Regions from separate parts of the Sus scrofa genome. Here region 1 is linked to region 2. Evidence: chromatin contacts called from public promoter capture Hi-C data. All regions are on one chromosome and are shown on one strand. Each heading gives the region's core, a stretch centred on a gene start, on an enhancer-like site or on the middle of the called end of the contact. The rest is flanking DNA. Distances are from core to core; before and after follow the strand shown. Region 1 has its middle 130 kb from the start of EDN3. Region 2 overlaps GNAS (GNAS complex locus).

Region 1 (2,700 bases), core at 28-2,527, 550 kb before region 2:
GGGACCACAGCGCCTTTCCTGGGGCTTCACTCTTCCCTTTCCTCAGACATCGCCTGGGGGTCCTTAGCAGATTCAGAGCCCAGGAGAGCCTGGCCCTCTGGAATGTTCCAAAGGAAACAGCATACAAGTTTCCAAGGTATGGAGGGAGCTGCCAGGGGGGAGGGAGCCACCAGCCTGAGCTGTGGGCGCCTTCGGATGCAGGCTCTTCTGTCCCCAGGGTCCCCTCCCCATCAGCAGAGTTCAGGAGGAGAGCCAGGGCCAGAGGGGAAGGAAGGGGGCTCCGGGACCCCAACTGTGAGGGGGCGGGAATGAGGCTGCGCTCACATCCTGAATGACCCCGCCCAGGGTGGGGCTGCCAGGAACTCTGCACACCCTCTCTGGGAGCAGATAGCTTGAAACCCGGAGAAAGTTCTAGAGGAAATACTACTCGCTGACCAGAGAGGGTGCTGTTGCCTCACAAATGAGCTGCCCAAGGCAGCTGCTGGAAGACATCTCTGGGCCAAGGACTCGGAAAAGTTTCCATCTGCAAGCAGTTGGAACAAGGCCGGGTACCGACAGGCTGGCCTTTCTCCTGCTGGCCAGGGAGGCCCCCTGGAGTCCCTCCCAGCCTGGGGAGCGGGAAGAGGGCTCTCAGAGCGCAGGACCCTCCTTTGTAGCTCAGTGGGTCCCCCAGGCCGCCCTGTGTCACAAACTTCTAGGAGTGTCACAACGCCGCCGTGAAAGCCAACCCTGTGCTAAACGCTTTCCAAACATTTCCTCGAGTCCCCACGATCACCTGGGGGGCTGGGGAGGGTGGGGTCCCCCCGCCCCCACCCGCCGCAGAACCTCCGAGCAAGCAGGCTGTCTCTTGTCCAGGTCCCAGGCGGCCAGGCATTTGGGCCTGGGTCTCCCCGGCTCCCTGATGGTACTGGGGGGCCCTGTGGCAGGGGGGCCTCAAGCTTCAGGATGGGCTTCCTGCTCACTAAGCGCTTGCCTCTATTTGCGGGGGTCGGGGGTGGATAGGGGGGTAGGTGCCTGGCTTCCCCGGTTGGGGACGTGGCCCCAGCTGGGTCTGGGAGTTTGGGTCCTGGGCTCTTCTGCCTCCTGGCTGGGCTTCAGTGTCTCCACATCTGAGCTGCCCCCAGGGAGAGGGGGTGTCCTGGATGCACTGCACCCCTGGAGGAGTTTCCGTGAAACCATCAGCTCCGGCCAGATGTTCTTGGTTCTTCAGCCACATTTTTATGGCCTTAGAGAGGGACCCTTTCCCTGTTTTTCAGGAAGGGAGGAACACAGGGGAGGAAGTTGGGCTCAGGCCGCCTGGTTGACGTTGCAGTGCTGGTCAGGAGGCCAGGGCTGGGCCCCCCGCCTCTGCTGAGCCAGCAGCAAGCCGGGCTCAAGCCCGTCCGTCAGGCTGGGGAAGACGGGAGACGAAAGATGTGTTTTCTTTGCACATTTACGCATGAACGAGAGAGAGCGCGTGGGATGGAAAAGGGACCAGGCAGCCACGAGCACGACCGCTCCCACGCCTGGGTTTACGGAAAAGCACACGGCGGCAGTTCCATGTCCACAAATGCCGCCTTTTTTCCACCGGCGACTGCACTGCCAGCTAATCTGGCCCATTTCTCAGGGCCACTCTGAGATTTTGTAAATAAAACCGACGAAGACCACTGGCAAAAACTGAAGGTTGTCAGGGAAAACTTGCTCATTTGATGCCAACTGGCACTAACTGGGCATACTGAAATCCTGGGGGGGCTTCTTGAAATCTCAGAACGGGGGGTTTTCTAAATGACTTGACATCTGTCCACGGCTGCTCACTCAAGCAGGGCCCATCATTAGGGGGGCTCGGGCTCCACCCTGGGTCCCCAGAAGGTGGACGAGATGGCAGCTGTGCCCTCCTCTGCCCCGTGGCCTCTCGGGATCCCAGAGGCCCTCTGAAGGCTCTGCCTGGCACGGCTTGAAATGGATACAGGAAACATATGGTTCTGGAGGCTTCTTCTCCCTGCTTATTGCAGTTGCAGGGACAGCCGGCAGGGGGCCCCATCTCCGCTCTCTGCTGGTGATTCTGCAGGTGATCACTTACTTTGCCGGCCCCAGAGCCCATGCCACCCCCGAGGCCGGCCTGGGGTTCTCCCCACGCCCGCAGCTGCTGGCTCTAAGGGTGGGCTCCTTCCAGGCCTGCTGGGCCTCCCACTCAGTCAATTCCTTTCCCTCCTCCAGGGGCTGTGTAACATGACAGCACTCATGCACCCTAATCCAGGCCTCCCAACCCCAGGGCGCCAATTCTCCTCTCCAGAGGATACATGCCAACAGCTGGAGATGTTTCACGGTCACGACCGGAGAGAGGGGCTCCTGGCATCCAGTGGGTACAGGGCCGGGATGACACAAAACACCTCCCAACCCAGAGGATACCCCACAGCTGAGAACTGTGCAACCTCAAATGTTAAGGGCAGGTGGAGAACCCGCTGAAATCTACTCAGCCTGCTCCCTAGTGATGGATGTTCATTGAGTCCCAAACAGTTTGCTCTTATAAACATGCTGCAAAACCCACTTCTGTACCCGGTTTACCATGCCACCCTTGAATATGGCTGATGGCGTATAGGATGCCGCCCTGCTTGGGAAAAAAGAAAAAAGTTAGGATGCACATCTGTATTGATGAGATGCCTCTGGAAGGCAGCATAAGAAATGCACTTCCGAGTTCCCGCTGTGGCTCCGTGGTAATGA
Region 2 (2,700 bases), core at 194-2,693:
TCTTGAAGCCAAAAAGGTCCCCAGGGGGCCAGATTTCTTACAACCCAACCACTCGGCGGGGTAAGGCTTGCAGAGACACTCAGAACGTCGAGTTTGTGCTAGAAGGGGGCGGAGGACTCCGTCAAAAAATAAAATATAAAATAAAAAATGGAACCATCATTTTAGAATGTGGAGAGGAACATTTGGGGGAGCAAGAAAGGGCCCACTGGGCAAGCAGGCAGCGGTCAGAGCTCAGGGGACCGTGGGGAGGGGGGGCAGGGGCCTTGGTGCTGGCCCCCAACTTGCAGCCTCCCCCTTTGCTCGTCCTACCCTGCACTCCTGGGACCCACAGGGGACAGCACGGGCAGTGGGGTGGATGCCCCCTCCCGCCCTGGACTCCTGGGCCTGCCTCCCCAGCCCTCCTCGGCCAGGTCCCAGCCAGCCTGGCCCCTCAGCTGCGCTGGCCGCTGGCCCTGGCCTCTCTCCAGCTCTGCCTGGTGCAGCTTCAATGACTTGCAACCTGATCAGATCGCTTCCCTTCCAGAAGCTAAGTTCCTAGAGGACAGGCAGCCGTCTTGGGTTCCTGGGTTCAGAGCCCAGTTTACTAACGGCGCTTTTTTCGCTCTCCCTTCTCTCTCTGTCAAACTTTTTATTTCACTCCTGTGTTCCCCTCTCTCTCCCCTTCCTTTGGCACCTCTCTCTCTCCAGGAAAGAACAGGCTGGCGAGAGCTGCTTTTTAACCTCAGGGGGGTTCGCAAACGTGCAGGGGAGGAAAGACAAAGGCAGCGGGTCCCTTTGCCCCCTGCGCAACCCGGGCAGAAGGGCTGAGCAAGGACACCGGCCCCGAAAGGACACAATGCGCAACGTGGGAAAAGCGCTAAGGAAGTCAGTGCGGCAGGGGGGGCTCGAGATGGAGTGGTGCCCGCGGGTCGCATCCTCTTTAGAGACATCCATACATCTGGGCAGAGGACAGGGGGAGATAAGGAGATAGAAAACCCGGACAGGATAAGGGCGGGGTGGGGGATTTCCTGGAATATTAGAATGTCATTTTAACAATAAGTACAACTTCTGGAAGAAAAAGGGAAAGGGGCCGGGGAGAGTATGGGGTGCGGGTTCCCAGCGCCGAGGGAAGGGGAAGGGGCTGGCCTGGCACCGGGGGGCCTTGGGGCGGGGAGACTGAGCTGAGCGGGCATGGCCCCCAGAAGGAAAAAGGCGTGTGTGTCGTGGAGGGGGGAGAACCGGGCAAAGACACCCACCAAATGCACAGGCCCCCAAGCCCAGAATGGCAGGCTGGGTGTGAAAGCCAAGCTCCCTGGCACCCAGCACAGTTTGAGACCCCAACCCCGAGATCCGCCCCCCTCCCCGCAAAAACCTGCGGCTTTTTTCCCTTGCGCTTCCTAACATTTCATCTAGAAAATTCCAAGTGATCCCACTTCCTGCGAGCTTCCCAGGCATTCCACGCTCTCTGCTGACCTCTGGTGGGGGAGGCGCTCTACGGCCCAGAAAAGGGGCCGGACACGGGGGAGCCCACCTGCCCTGCCTTCCCCGCGCCCCCCACCCAGAGTCCTGGCGCCCCTGCATCCTGGCCAAGGGGTGGGCTGCACGTGGGGGGGGGTGACGAGCACGAAGGTAAGGAAAGCTTTCTAGACGCCCCAGAAGATGCGGCGTGTAGGCGAAGAATGTGGGAATAAAGTTTGTTAACTTAAAGAAGAGGATTTTCATGGCAGAAGGGGGAAAACTTTTGCCCGACGTTGATGTATTTTATCAGGTCCTTTGATTTTTCAACTATGAAAGAAAGAGAGCAGGGGACGCGTCTAAGGATGGGCACGGCGGGCAGGTTTCACTGGGAACGGATACGTTCCCATGACGGAAGGGACTCGGGAGGCCCTGGCAGGAGTTCTCGAGGCCCTTCTCGAACAGATGAGCTCATGATTTTACAGCTGCTGCGGGGCGGGGGAGTGGCAAGGATGCCTGTTCTCTTTGGAACCGAGGAACCTGGCCCCAGCCGCCATCAGAGGCAACCTCCCCTCCCCTGGAGACTTGGCCTCAACAAGGCAGAAGTGACCTTCCCCCAAGTCCAGGGTCAGGCCTGGGATGGAGGACAGGGGTCCCAACTTAGCTGGGAAGACTCTTCCTAGTAAGCATGCTCCTTAGCACACAGGGGTTTTGCAGCCCTGAGAGGTTGGGGGGGGGGCGGTAGAGGGGGGAAAATGAGAACTAGCCCTGCCATCTCCGAGACCCTCAAACCCCAACGACGTGCTCATGGATGAAAAAGCGATAAGGAGTCCCCCTCAGCCAGTATGTTCTGAGACAGCATCGCACATCCACCCCAAATCCTATTCCCTCATTTCCCTGCATCCTCCCATACTGTCTCAAATGCCACCTCCTCCAGGAAGGCTCCCTGGGTTTCCCTGATGGAAAAAGGGACCTCTGCCCACATCTGGAGTTCTTTTCTAGCTCTCGATTGGGGTGAGAAAAAAGTCCCACACTCCTCTGCTTCCTGCAAAGATTCTTCTGTGATGGGTACCCAGAAATTATTAATTATGAATCCAGGGGCAAGAGCGAGGCCTGGAGTTTCCTGTGCAATCTGCCATTTTGGAAGGCAACTTGAAAGGGCAGAGTGTGTGTCTGCGGGGCTGGCGGGCGTCAGGGAGGGGGTGTTTGGCATACCTGTTCTAGTCAAACTTTTTAGGAGAGACTCGAAGAAGTTTTACAGTGAGA

What was found. Promoter capture Hi-C pulls out the DNA fragments that hold promoters and counts their contacts.
Region 1: a contact with region 2 is called in a promoter capture Hi-C map of fetal skeletal muscle, with 10 times the contacts expected there. The contact joins two enhancer-like sites. A contact is called at or near these places in 1 of 5 promoter capture datasets (fetal skeletal muscle), 13 of 47 Hi-C or Micro-C datasets (brain, embryonic fibroblasts, epiblast stem cells and 8 more) and 1 of 2 datasets of contacts at active chromatin or transcription factors (skeletal muscle).

Annotation. Positions count from the first base shown.
Region 1 is chr17:59,558,153-59,560,852 of Sscrofa11.1, reverse strand. No RefSeq gene overlaps it. Among named protein-coding and RNA genes, the nearest start is that of EDN3, 130 kb to the right of the region's middle. Within about 2 kb of position 1,277, at least 22 of the 83 cell types and tissues checked have an H3K27ac peak or open chromatin away from gene starts, as enhancers often do. A contact at or near this core is called in fetal skeletal muscle, where this site is marked.
Region 2 is chr17:59,011,929-59,014,628 of Sscrofa11.1, reverse strand. All of the region lies in intron 1 of GNAS (GNAS complex locus), which reads right to left. Among named protein-coding and RNA genes, the nearest start is that of GNAS, 28 kb to the right of the region's middle. Within about 2 kb of position 1,443, at least 19 of the 83 cell types and tissues checked have an H3K27ac peak or open chromatin away from gene starts, as enhancers often do. A contact at or near this core is called in fetal skeletal muscle, where this site is marked.